Linked DNA regions of Mus musculus: region 1 is linked to region 2. A link is a contact called in public Hi-C data. All regions are on one chromosome and are shown on one strand. Each heading gives the region's core, a stretch centred on a gene start, on an enhancer-like site or on the middle of the called end of the contact. The rest is flanking DNA. Distances are from core to core; before and after follow the strand shown.

Region 1 (6,714 bases), core at 4,142-6,641, 290 kb before region 2:
CATGTCCACCCCAGCAACTGAGAACCCCGAGACCCCTACAGGGAAGCGGGAGGCTGTGAGTGCATGACATTCACAGACCAGCAGTGTGCCATGAAGGAGGTAAGCAATACTGTATCAGGCAGGACATGCAAGAACACCACAACCCTGGGAATATGTCCCTGGTGATTTACAGGACATACCCTCAAAGCTCTGCTTCTTCTCTCACTAATAGATGAGGTCTCTGTCCCTCCTTCTCATGCATGGGAGATGACTTTGACCAGTAAGTAAGGGGACTGTGACATTATGTGATATCTGAAACAGGGGGCCTCATGAGGCTATATGGCTTCTGTTTTGAGTTTTGTGTCCTATGCTTCTGGTCTCTGTCACTAGGGAAGTTTGACCACTGTGTGGTGGCCGTGCTGGGAGGAAGCTGAGCCACATGGAGAAGACACGTGAGGCCTCTGGTCAGCAGGCTGGGTCTCTGAGTCAGCTGAGTCCTGGCTCCAGATGCCTGAGAGGTCAGGCATCTAGTTGACTCCAAACCTCAGCTATGGAGTTACCCCAGCTTTTGAGACTTCCCGGCTGAGGCCCAGATATGTGACAGATATCAGCCCTCCTTGCTATGTCCCGTCTGAATTCTTCATGTGTGTGTGTGTGTATATGCATGTACATGTACATATGTTTGGGGGCGTATGTGGAGGTTAGAGGTCAACCTCATGTGTCAGTTTTCAGCCATCCACCTTGTGTTTTGAGATAGGGTCTCTCACTGTCCCAGAACCCATCAAGTAGGCCAGTCTGGGCTGGCCCGTCTCCCAGGGATCCACCTGTTTCTGCCTCCCCGGATCTTTTCTAATTATAAATTTCTAGCCCAGATCTGTCCTACAAACATCGTTGCATATGCAGGCGGCTTCGTACTTTCCTCTGAAATCTAAAAATTTTTACCAGAAACCATTCCAGCGTGTTTATTTTTACTTTCTGCCTGCACTTTCGTACATTTGTGACATTTCTCCAGAAAGGTTTTCCTGAGTGGCTTGATTTTAACTTTGTTCTGCTCTTTGCTTCAGTTTTCAGTTTCGGGGGAGGGGGGACTCTTGGCTCCCATCTGCCCATCATTTGTTTTTGGCCCTTTCTCCCCGATCCCCTTCAGTTCTCTTACTTCCTGCCATTTGCGGTGTTGCGTTCCCATTTATCCTCGCTGCTGATCTTAAGTCTGGATCTTCTGGATTTGCTCTGTTTTTAAAACCCAGTCCTTATTTCTGGATGGCTTCATCCTTTTACTCTTAATACTGTCTTGAATTCTCTACATCGGCTTCTGAGTTTTCCTAACGACCATTTATGATCTCTCCCTTGCCCCTCATCGGAGTCTCACTCAGGAAAACCAAACTTGCCACCACTGAACTACACCCGGAGCTCCCCAGCCCGCCCTTAGATCTGTTTGTTTCTGTCTGTTTTAAGACAGGGTTATACTATATAGCCCTGGCTGTCCTGGAACTAGTTCTGCAGACCAGGCTGGCCTTGAGGTCTCATAGATCCACCTGCCTCTGTCTCCCAAGCGCTGACCAGCCCTTGGAGTTGTGAAGTCGTGCCTTGTTAGGTAGTCAGGCTGTGTTTAGACTTGGCATTCTTCTGCTTCTGATTGGCAAGTGCTGAGACTACAAGTGTGCACCACCTTGCCTGACCTCATGTTTAAAGGTTTAAAATGTAAGAGACCTTTCTTTTAATTATTTACATTTATTCCTTTGTTTGGATGTGCAAGTGCGCCTGCCATGTTGTATGTGGAGGTCAGAGAATTATTTGGGGGAATTGGTTCTCTCCTTTCACCATGTGGTTGCTGGGGATTGAACTCAGGTCATAAGGGTTTGATGCCAAACACCTCTACAGCCCTCTTATCTGCCCCTGCCTGCTATTTATGGAGTGGGTATCTATGAAGTTTTTTTTTTTTTGCTATTCCCCATGACATATATTCTTTATTTCCTTATTGGAGATGATATATATTGCTATAGGTGCCATCCCAGAATATTCTCCAGTCTATATTCAACATGTTAGCTAACATGGTACTTTAAAAGACTTGCATCAGACCCTGTGATGCTGCTCATAAATCTCAATGGCTCTATAGTCCTAGGCAACACACATTTCCTCACATAGGTTTATAAAGGGCTCTGTGTTTCTGCCACATTTCTCCCTACCCTCGATGTCCCTCATAGTTCATTTTAATCTATGTGCCCCCTTGCTTATCATGTCTCAGCTTATGGGCCTCCACATGCTCCTGGGGTACTCCAGGAGAGGCTCTACCACCTACGCACTCACAGCTGCTGTCCCCAGGACCTTCTTGGAACACCTCATCCCCTGTGGTCTTCTGCACCCCGACTTTTCCTGTTTCTTTTTTCTCTCTTGGCTTTTATATCTTATATTCTAATTCCTTACTTTGCGAATGCGAGTCAGAGAGTAAACTTCGGGAAGTATCTGAAAACAAATCCTTCCGGCTCTGTCAAGGGGAAAGGCAGTGGGTTAGAGAAAGAGCAGAGAAGATGGTTAGAGAGAGACACTGTGGAGAGTGTGCTGCAGCCCTGGTAAAGGGCAGGATTTGCGACGACTACAAAGGTGGAACAGGGAGAGGAGAGGGAGCAGTCCAGGCTGGGACACACTGCTTCTTTCATTGATGGACTGCTGCTCTCCCAGCTTGCCCCAGCCATTCTCATTCAAGCTTAGTTTTAAATAGCTGAACTACTCGGTGTGTGCGGCTAGGGGGAAGCTCAATTGCTTAAAGGGAGTGAATATCTCACTATCTCTCCATCACTATCTATCTATCTATCTATCTATCTATCTATCTATCTATCTATCATCTACCTACCTACCTATCAATCTATCATCATCTATCTATCTGTCTATCTGCCTATCACTCACTCAATCAATCAATTAATCTTCTATCATCTATCTATCTATCTATCTATCTATCTATCTATCTATCTATCATCTACCTACCTACCTATCAATCCATCATCATCTATCTATATGTCTATCTGCCTATCACTCACTCAATCAATCAATTAATCTTCTATCATCTATCTATCATCTTTCTATTTTCTATCATCTATCCATCCATCCATCCATCCATCCATCCATCCATCCATCTATCATCTATCTGTTTGTCTGTCTCTCTATCTGTCTCTGTCTCACTCTATTTCTGTCTCTCTGTCTCACTATCACTATCATCTATATCTCTATCTCTCTGTCTCTCTCTCTTTCTCTATCTCTCTATCTATTATCTATCTCTCTACCTCTCTAAATATCTATCTATCTATCTATCTATCTATCTATCTATCTATCTATCTATCTATCTGCAGTGCTAGGGAGGACTGAGCAGCACCCTAGCCTGGAAGAGGCTTTTTCCTGTGGGTCTCAGGCTCAGACTCTAGCTACCATCTTGTTCTCTCTGTGTTCACTTGGGGCTGTGTTGAGGTGGAGATTTTGGGTGACAGATCTATTTGTGTTGGAAAGTGGTGTTGGCAGGAAGGTTGAGGGCACCCACTTCTCCACAGTCCAACCAGTTTCCTGTCCAGCTTCCTTCTAGTGGCCCAGGGCAGCATTCCAGGAGGGCACAAGCAGAAGATATCAGGCTCAAAATCACATGCTATTAACTAACATGTGACTCCTTATGTATTCTTTTCCAGGGTCTCACTGTGTAACCTACGCTGGTCTCATTTATGCAATCCCCCTGTCTGAGTGAATGTTGAGATTACAGGCAGGTGCTGGAGATGTTACCTCTATTAAATTTTATCTGTTTTAGCCACTCGCAGTCTGGCTCCAATTCAGAGAGGTCCAGAAAGGAGCCTTTAACTCCTTCACCAAAAAGGAGTGATTTGTTGTTGCTTCCACAGAAGGGAACTAGCTCTTGTGTTTTCTGCATGGTGCGTTCCACTTGATCCTTAGTGTGGTCTTAGAAGGAGGTCTTTGAAGCAGAGTGGCCAGGGTCAATATTCAGCCTGTCTAAGGATCTGAAACCAGAAGGCAGAGGCTATGATGAAGCACCATGACCAAAAGCAAGTTAGGGAGGAAATGGTTTAGTTGGCTTGTTTCCACATCCCATCCATCACTGAAGGAAGTCAGAATAGGAAGTTAAACAGGGAAGGAACCTGGAGACAGGAGCTGATGCAGAGGCCATGGGGGCGTGTAACTTATTGGCTTGTTCCCCATGGCTGGCTTAGCCTGCTGCTTTCTTATAGAACCCAGGAGCACCAGCTCAGGACAATCAGCAGGGCCCTCCAACATCATTCACTAAGAAAATATTCTATAGGCTTGCCTACTGCCCAGTCTTATAGAGGCATTTCTCAATTGGGGTTCCTCCTTCTCAGATGAATGACTAGTTTTTGTCAACTTTACATAAAATTACTCAACACAGCAGCCCATCCTGAGCTTCCCTGTGTGTGTGCGTGTGTGTGTGTGTGACAGAGAGAGAGAGAGAGAGAATGTGTATGTGTGTTTGAATTTAAGTGTGTATGTGCATGTATGCATGCATATGTGTATGTGTATGTATGAGTATGTGTGTAATTGTGTATGTATGTGTGCGTATGTGTGTGTGCCCATGCATGTGTGTGTATGTGTGAGTATATGAGTATGTGTGTGTGAGTATAAGTGTATATGTGTATGCATGTGTGTATTTGTGTGTGTGTATATGTGTATGTGTGTGTATTTGTGTATATGTATGTGTGTGTATTTTTGTGTGTATGTGTGAGTGTATATGAGTGTACATGTGTGTAAGTATGCATGTGTGTCTATGTGTGTTATACACATGTTCAAATGGGTATCTTGTGTGTTCCCATGTACATGCATGTGTGTGCATTTGTGTTTGGAGGCCAGAGGCCATCCTTGAACATTGTTCCTTAGGAACCCTTCACTTGCTTTTTGAGGCATGGTTTCTCAAATGCTTGGGTTTGCCTATTAGGCTAAGCTGATAAGCCCCAGGGATCTTCCTGCCTCTACTTCCACCTGTCTCTGCTTTCCCAGAGCTGGATGACAAGCACATGCCACCACAGCCAGGTGCTGGGGATCAAAGTCAGATCCTCATGCTTGCATAGCAACCACTTTACTGATGGAGCCATCTCTCAGCCCCTGGGCTGCCTCTCCATAGCCAGGAGGAGATGTGGGCACTAGGTAGAGTCCGGGTCAGGGAGGAACAGGTCCTTTTATCTCTTTCCACCATCTGAGACACACTACCTGGAAGCCAGTAGGATGATGTAATCATAGACCTAGCAGGATGATGGCCGCTTCCTTGTGTGGGTGGGACCACCACATCACCAAGCCGGGGAATCCCATTGGTGACAACATAACATCTTTTGAGCTGACATGGCACCCAGTGGCCCCACACTGGCTCCGCGTGACAGAATCTCAGGGAGGCGTGTGCAGAGCTGGTGACAGGGCAGTCATCTGCAGTCACCTCCAGGGGACTTTGTGGTTGATTCTCTGATGATTCATTTCTGACCTGGTTTTAACACTGTGACTCAAAATGTACCACTTTCATTAAAAATAACATTCACTGGGGGCTAACGGCTTTCTGTTTTCTATGCTTCACTGTACGGTGTGACTTCTGTCTGGGAAGCTGGCAGGTGCAGGCGAAGGCTTCAGAGGGACCCGAACAGAATCTCGAGTGATGGCACTGGGCCACAGACTCTAAGAGGGCTTGATGCTGGTGTGTGAGTGTGTGAGTGTGTGTGTCCTGAAGCCTTCACTCTGAACCTCTAATAGGGAGCTCACATCGACTCCTCAGGAGCTCTTCCTAGACTTGTGATGCAGAGAAATGGGGGCTTCCTTCAGCCTGCAAAACAGAGAGGCCTCCCATTCCACCCAACTCACTCAAAGAGGGACATGGAGGGGGTGAGAGAGAGGAAGAAGCAGAGGGTAGGGGTGGGGGAACCCCAGCTGCCCGTGGGACTGCATCAAAACCTGCTGCTTTCTGTGAGACGCCCAGCCTTTCTGGTTTGGAAAGCCAAAGTTTTGGGCATCCTTTACCTCTTAACTTGAGGGGGGAAAAGCATAGAAAAATGCTCCCATGAGCATCCTTCAGGGTGGACGCCCCCTGGTGAGGCAGTCTTTTAGATTGTGCTCCTTCTTCCTTTTGTGTGTGTGTGTGCATGCGTATGGATGTTCATGTATGTGCATGCACATGTGTGTGCATGTATGTGGGGTCAGAGGCCAATCAGTCTCTCAGGTGCTGTCACCTTATTTTGAGATAGGATCTTTCACTAGGCTGGAACTTACTGAGTGGGCCAGGCTGGATGGCCATTAAACCCTGGGGTTGGTGGGGGGGGGGGAGGCCCAGCTGTTGGTTCCTCCCCAGTTGGAAGCTTACAAGCTGAGCCCCATGCCCTGCTTTTAAATTTAGGCTGTGGGGATCAAACATGGGTCCTCCTTCTTACACAGCAAGCACTTTATAAACTGAGCTGTCTCCTTAGTGCCTTCATTTGGAGTTTAATTTAATTTGATACTTTTTGAGACAAAGTTTCACTATGTAGCCCAGGCTGGCCTCAAACTTGCCCCAATCTTCTTGCCTCTCAAAATTGAGATTACAGGTTTGAGTTACCTTGCCTGATTAAATCTTGGGTTGTTGTTGTTGTTGTTGTTCTCCTTCTCCTTCTCCTTCTTCATGATATTAGAAATGTCAGAGTAGGGGAGAAGTACAACCAAGGGGGTGGGTGGGAAATGATTGTTTCACGATGACAGCAGCTAATTAAGAGACTG
Region 2 (7,232 bases), core at 1,816-4,315:
GGAGGTTGGGGGAAGGAGGGGGATTTGTGAAGTTTACAGAAGCCTCCGGACAAAAGCTGCCCAAATGTCACTCCGTTTTTGGAAACCATCATTCCGGGGGTGAGGGTGGGGGTGGGGGGCGAGGGGGGTTAGGGCTGTAGCTATAATAAGCCAAATGTTTCATGCTGATGCTGTAAACATACGTGTCAAAAGGACGTCCGTGTGAGCAGAGAGCATACCCATGCTGGACCATGTTCAAAGTGCAATTGGGAAGCAATCCTCAGGACACAGTCCACGCGGGAGCTCCCAAGTCTGATCAGGCGCTCGATCAGCTGGCTGTCCAGTCGGGCATAAATAATGTAGAAACAATTTAAGGCCAGAGAGCGCGTTTAAGGTGCTACCCAGTTAACTTCACATTTTTCTGAATTATTCAGTTTAACGCTCTGCAGTACTGGGGTGGGGGTTGGGGGGAGAGAGAAACAAAAATAAGCTCCGTGTTATTTTATTTATTTATTTTTTTTTAATTCTCTGTCGAGTGTGGTGGCTAATGCCTGGAATCCCAGCACTGTGGAGGCAGAAGGGTCTTAAGTTCAAGACCAACCTGCCCTACATAGCGCATTCCTGTCTCAGAAGGAATACAGTGTGTGTGTGTGTGTGTGTTTGTGTGTGTGTGTGTGTGTGTGTGTGTGTGTGTGTGTGTGTGTGATGACATTTCTCTCTCAGCAGTCTTGGAGCAGATTGTGCCTATCCTGGGGAGATAGGGACCTCCCTCATTCAGGCCTTAGTGACAGCTTGCCATTGCTTCAACAGCGATTGCAGCACATGGATGGGACACTGAAGAGGTTTGTGTGTCTAGAATCCTACTCACAACCTGCCTGGAGACTTGGCTCGCACCTTGAGAGGCAATTGTGATGGAAATCAAAGGCACACTGAGCACACAAGGCTTCCTGGTTCAAACTTCTGAGAGAAAGTTCCTGTTCTTTCCCTGTGGCTGTGTGTCTACAGCCAGAGGCTGTTCTCATGGAGACACAAGAGAGTTCTGTGCTGAGACCTGAAGTTTTAAGTTCCATTAGGAACGCACCTCTCTGCCTATGCTTCACACAGCAGTTGCCACACACAGGGCTGGGGAATCTTCCTAGACTATGAGCATCTCATGGCATCATGTACACTTAGTTGTCTTAATGATTAAAACAACAAAACAACGAGTATTCACCCCATAGAGGAGCTAAGAATCAGGCAGTCTCTGTGACAGGGTTCTGATCTGAAAAGGCACTAGGTGTGTGGCAACAGGGTGCTTGCTGGGTTACACCAAATAAATATTTTCCGTTATTATGTGAACGTGGGTAACAAGGAGTCCCTCTGAAACACTGGAGAGCAGGGCGCCCCCTGCTGTGCTCACTCCTGGAGAGCAGGGTTCTACAGGGCACCTCCTGCTGGGGACCAAAGGCTGATTTTCATTGGGTATCAATACTCTACCCTGTGCAGGCTTTCTTATTTCATCAGTGACCTTAGAGAATAAATGGCGCCATTGGAAATAAAATAAAAATACGATCTGCAAATAGAAGAGGTGAATACTTTCTAAAAATAATCCGTTCAGAGGTATTCATGGACAGTCTCTTGAGCATATCATTAGGCCCACAAAGCAGCTTGACATTGACCCACCTGTGACTTTGGAAGCAAGGACTGCATTTGTGTGGTTGTGGGGGGTGGAGGATTTTAAATATATTTTCTAAAAGCATTAACAAAAAAAAATAAATGGAGGGGGCAGGAATTAAAGAACTCCTTCATTAGGTTAACTTCAATGGAGATGTTCTATGTGTAAAATTTCATTTTATTTTCTGATGAACCATATATCTGTGCCCTAGAGCCAGTGGATCCAAAAAAATAAAAATAAATAAATAATAAATAAAAAGTAAAAGCCATGGAAGCCATGAAGAGTTGGTCAACCACAACTTTGTAGCTTGAGAAGGAACTTAGTCAAGGGGTGAGCAGCAAACCAAGCCATCCAGTTAGCCCCAGGGGGTTTCTCTTGTGGTGTCTGCTGAGGTTGTGGACCATTGGGGTGAGGTTGGGACTCTCCAAGGCCCAGAGGAATCCCAGACATTGCAGTAGGAAAGAGATGGCACGTGTAAGAATGGTGACTGGAGAGAAAGCTTCCACCAGACCCCCACCTGCCCACTGTGATTCGTGTCTTCACTGATTGGTTTCCCTGGGTTTCCCTGTATGCATGTGCCTCCTGGTAAGGAACGGGGACTGGGAGGCGTGACTCAGTTGTTAAAGTGTTTGCCGTGAAAGTATGAAGACCCAGGTTTGGATCTCAAGAGTGCCCATGCAAAGAGCTGGGTACGCAGTGTAACCTCTGCAAAAAGGCTTGAAACTCTGTACTGAGAGGCAGGCTCATTGGCCAACCATCCTAGCTAATCATTGCACTTCATGTTCGGGGAGAGATCTTGACTCAAAAGTAATGTGGAGAGCAATAGAGGGCACAGAACATTGACCTTTTGATTCCACACACATAGACAGGGACAAGTGAACTTTCGTATACATATGCACACATATACCTATGCACACATATGCACACATATACATACGCACACACATATACTTATGCACACATATACCTATACACACATATACATATACACACATATACATATGCACACATATATGCGTACCCATGTTTTACACACACACACACACAAAGAATATGGGCTAGGGTCTGATGGCTTAAACTTAAATGGTACCTCCCTCTCTAAACTTTTGTGTTTAGTCTTCTGAGAAACTGGTTAGGGATGGGATGGCTTACCTCTTGGTCTTATAGAGGGATTAACAGACAAAGTTAAGTAGTACACATTCCATGATGCTTAACGCTTAGTGACTTGAGATATGTCCCTTATGACTAGATCAGGTAGGTGCAAAGAGAAAGTGTCTTCGGTTTGTTTGCAGAAATGACTGCTACCCTGCTACCTATCTGGCTGCCTTCCCATCCTGGTTTCACTCCTTTCTGCCCACATTTCTCTCTGGTTGTTTCATCCAGTATCAAGTGTTCGAACCATATTTGCATACAGACTTCCTACAAAACATCTCTAGATTCAACTTCCCCTTTAGGTACCAGCCAGGCTGTGCCAAGCGGCTTGCTCACCAAATTCAGTGAGCTGTCCAGTTGGTTTTTTTTAAACCCATTGTGCTAGATAGATCCAAAATCAAGCTCCTGTTCTCATGCCTGTCTCATTACCTCTGTTTTCCCAATCTTCATGCAAGTCGAGGTCGCCTTCCCATTGCTTGGGCCATAAGCCTGGAAGTGACCTGATCAGGGTTTTATCATAATTATCCAATCAGTCAGCACATCCTTGTTCGGGAGGGACACATATTCAACAACTAGGCATGGTGGCACGCACCTGTAATCCTGGTTCTTGGGAGGATCAGAAGTTCAAGGTCACCCTCAGCAATATGGCTAGTTCCAGACCAGCCTGGGCTACATGAGACCCTGTCTCAAATAAGTAGGAAGAAGACAACATGTTGGAGACTTACCTGGTGGAGCCACTACCGTGCCTCGTGTAGAATATCTCAGATGCTTCAGGGTCCTTCTTCCAGGTTCTGCCCATGTCCTCTGAAGCTTAGTCTCAAACTTGGCAGATGGATGACCCTCTAAAGTGTGGGTCTGGGGAATGGAGTGAAGGCACAACAGCAAAGAGGCTGCCCTTTCAGAAGACTAGGGTTTGATTTTCAGTGCCCAACTCGGGGCTCACAACCACCTGTAACTCCAGTTCCTGGGTGCTCTGGTGCCCTCTTCTGATCTCTATGGGCATTGCACACAGGTGATACACAGACATCCAAGCAAAACACCCACACATTTAAAAAAAAAAAACAACAAAACCAGATAGAGCTGTCTCTTGTGAGACTATGCTGGGGCCTAGCAAACACAGAAGTGGATGCTCACAGTCAGCTATTGGATGGATCACAGGGCCCTCAATGGAGGAGCTAGAGAAAGTACCCAAGGAGCTATAGGGGGAACAACAATATGAACTAACCAGTACCCCCCTGGAGCTCGTGTCTCTAGCTGCATATGAATCAGAAAATGGCCTAGTCGGCCATCAGTGGAAAGAGAGGCCCATTGGTCGTGCAAACTTTATATGCCTCAGTACAGGGGAATGACAGGGCCAAGAAGTGGGAGTGGGTGGGTGGGGGAGTGGGTGGGGGAGCGTGTGGGGGACTTTTGGGATAGCATTGGAAATGTAAATGAAATAAATACCCAATTTTAAAAAAAAGAAAAAAACAACAAAAAGCCTTTAATTTTCTCTTAACATAAGTCTGCTCTCTGATCTTCTTTCTCCCTTACTAAAATCCCTCTGGTGTCCTTTTAAAAAAGCAAAAAACAAAAAACAAAACTCCTTTAGTGTCAAATGCAAAGGTTTGCAAGGTTCTGCTACGTCCCAGGCACAGTTGGTGTCCTTGCTCATTCTATTTTGGCAACGTGGCTTCCTTGTTCCTCAGATTTCCAAGCATGCTCCTACCTCAGGATCTCTGTGTGTGATCTCTCCTCGGAATACTTGTTTCTGTTTAGTTCATAGTTGTTTTTTAAATTAGTTTGAGATAGGCTCTCACATATTCCAGGCTGGCCCTGAGCTCCCTATGTAGCCAAGGATGACCTTAAACTTTGATCCTCCTGTCTTCTCTTCCCGTGCTGGGATGAGAAACATGTACCACCACACCCAGATTATGGAGTACCGAGGGTGGAACCCAGAGCCTCACACATCATAGACAGCATTCTGTCAACCAAGAAACACCTGGTTCTGAAGGGATGAAAAGCCAAGACGGGCAGCCTCGCCAGTTTGGCCTCTTTGTGCCTCAGGTATAGAGGGACTAGTGATGGCAGCCCAGTATAGCAGCAATCGTGAACATGAACCGTGAGCCACAAAGTAAGGAAAACACGCTATTTTATTGTTATTTAACTTGGTGTTACCCTTCCAGGCTTTGTTTCAGGGATTAAATTGGGACTCCTCATTATATGTAAGTTATAACACAGAGACCAGTATCAGGACGACATCCTTGAGTAGTTCTCCTCTGACCTGATGGTGCTTCCAAACGCTAATGGGACCCAGAAGACACAGAGTTTTCTGGGATCTGGTCCTCATGGTTCAGCTCATGGAAGTCATTGGGTCCTGTGTCTTTAGCACCCTGCAGGATCTCTGCCATGAGATCCACAGCAGGAGCCAGGAGCTCAAAGGTCAAAGGAGAGGCTGCAGAAGACCTGCCACAGTGACCTAGTGTCCTTCACTCTTGGGCCTATGGGAAGTCCAAGCACAACAAAGTAATGAGAAGGAAGAGAAGGCCTGGCAGTGAATAGTGGTGCCCTAATTCAGCTGTGCTCGGGGCTTTCACAGGGCTCTCCAGCTGCTGTGTGGTCCCTTATAAATATCTTTGTCAGATGTCATAGAGACACTAGGGAGATGGTCTACCCCCCATCAGGAGAGAACATGAAAGGCATGAGTAGCTAGAGGAGGACACACTAAACTCTCTCCGCCCTATGGAGGCTCCCACTCATCGGTCCCCAGACCAGTCCAGGCATGAAAAAGGACTCGTGCTGCCGGACACCCAGGGTCACCCTGTGCCACTGAGTTCCCCTGTGACTTAAGTCTCCCTCTCTACCCAGGAAGGATCATTGCTCTTGAAAAGTTTCTAGAAGGCTCTCTGGTAGCCTGTTGCAAGACAACAGGCTCTGCCTCAGCTTGCCAGAATCCCATCCGGTTTCCCCGCCACCTTCAGGCCTCCTTTAGAATTGGAGATTCTTATCCTAATCACTGGTCCTGAGGTGAGGGCTCTTCTGCCTGCCCTAGACTCCCTGTCCAAAGGACACATTCTCTTACCTCAGTATCACCTCTGAAATCACTGTCCCAGTGCCCGTTCCCATCCTAGTGAACAAATATGGCATTACAGTGTCAACTGGCATTCTCAAGTTAAAGGGAAGTAACATGTCTGCATAGGGAGTTATCATTCATTATTGTTTTAAAAAGTTTATTTTTCTTTTATGTGTACGGGTGCTGTGCCGATGATGAGTCTGTGCTGGGAATTGAACTCAAGTCCCCTGGAGGAGCGGCTAACATTCTAACTGCTGAGCTATCTCTCCAGCCCTTATTACAGTTTTCTGAGACAGCGTCTCAGTATGGAGCCCAACTCACTATTTAATCCAGGCTGGCTTTACACTCAGGGCAATTCTACTGCCTTAGTCCCACAAGTGCTTGGATAATAGGCGTGAGCCACCTTGCCTGGATCTCCTCCCCCTGCCTGCACCCCCACCTGGGAGAATGAGGGTGCTCTCAGCACGTGTGTATGTGGAAGTTAAAGGACAGTTTGCAGGAACCGGTTCTCTCCTTATGCCACGTGTGTTCCAAGGACTGGCCTCAGGGGCCTTCATCCATGACACATCTCATGGGCCCTTTTATATTTTTAAATATTTAAGTGTGTGTGTGTGTGTGTGTGTGTGTGTGTGTGTGTCCCAAGGAGGCCAGAGGTGGGAACTGAATCCCCTGGAGTTACCAGATGTGGGTGCTGGGAACCAAACTCTCGAAGGAAACCAGTCCTCAATTGCCGAGTCATCTCTTCAGCTCCAGGATCTTCCATTTTTTATTTTGAAATGTTTGGGGGATTTTCAAGTCAAGGTTTTGCAGCTCAAACTGGCCTTGGACACAGGACTTCCTAGTGTAAGTGCTCTAACTACAGGCAAGGACCTGCACCTGGTGAGCGATATATCTTAAAGTCCCAACTTGCACAGGGATGGGAAGATGGATCGGCAGGTAAGAGTGCTTGCTGCCTAAGCAGGAGGCCCTGAATTCAAACCCGAGACGCGTATGTATAAAGTCAGGCATGGATGGCTGCATGTCCATTTGTAACCACAAGGCTATGAGGGCATACATGGGGAATTGGTGGGGCTTGCTGGCTGCCAGCTCAAGTCCAAGTTTAGAGAGAGGCGGTCTCAAGGGACTAGTGGGTGAGAGAATGAGACACTTAACGTGCTTCTCTGCCCTCCGTATGTGCACATGGAGAAGCCCTTACACACATACAAGGGGGAAGTGGGGAGGAGGAGTCCACAACCTATACACTGAGTGATACACTGGTGTTTCCCCAAGGAGCTGAGTGTGTTCAGGTCACAGACTCAGGCGAGTTTCTGTGCTGTCAGCCTGAGGCCCTGTCCTTCTGAGGAAAATCTTGTTCTGCCCTTGACAGCTTTCAGCTGATTGGATGAAGCCTGGTTT

The links. Hi-C and Micro-C count contacts between places; a contact is called where the count stands out from the background.
Region 1: a Hi-C map of bone marrow-derived macrophages shows a contact between it and region 2, with 51 read pairs. The contact joins two enhancer-like sites. A contact is called at or near these places in 1 of 39 promoter capture datasets (embryonic stem cells), 5 of 15 datasets of contacts at CTCF or cohesin (the NIH/3T3 cell line, embryonic stem cells, large pre-B cells and 2 more), 42 of 484 Hi-C or Micro-C datasets (2-cell-like embryonic stem cells, B cells, CD4 T cells and 17 more), 37 of 115 datasets of contacts at active chromatin or transcription factors (the 230-238 cell line, CD8 T cells, the HPC-7 cell line and 25 more) and 1 of 9 other capture datasets (bone marrow-derived macrophages).

The regions. Positions count from the first base shown.
Region 1 is chr8:126,866,473-126,873,186 of GRCm38.p6, reverse strand. The region is part of intron 1 of Gm31718 (a long non-coding RNA gene); the gene reads left to right. Among named protein-coding and RNA genes, the nearest start is that of A630001O12Rik, 21 kb to the right of the region's middle. Within about 2 kb of position 5,391, at least 100 of the 459 cell types and tissues checked have an H3K27ac peak or open chromatin away from gene starts, as enhancers often do. A contact at or near this core is called in bone marrow-derived macrophages, long-term hematopoietic stem cells and pro-B cells, where this site is marked.
Region 2 is chr8:126,576,829-126,584,060 of GRCm38.p6, reverse strand. No RefSeq gene overlaps it. Among named protein-coding and RNA genes, the nearest start is that of Gm39286, 8.5 kb to the right of the region's middle. Within about 2 kb of position 3,065, at least 6 of the 459 cell types and tissues checked have an H3K27ac peak or open chromatin away from gene starts, as enhancers often do. A contact at or near this core is called in bone marrow-derived macrophages, long-term hematopoietic stem cells and pro-B cells, where this site is marked.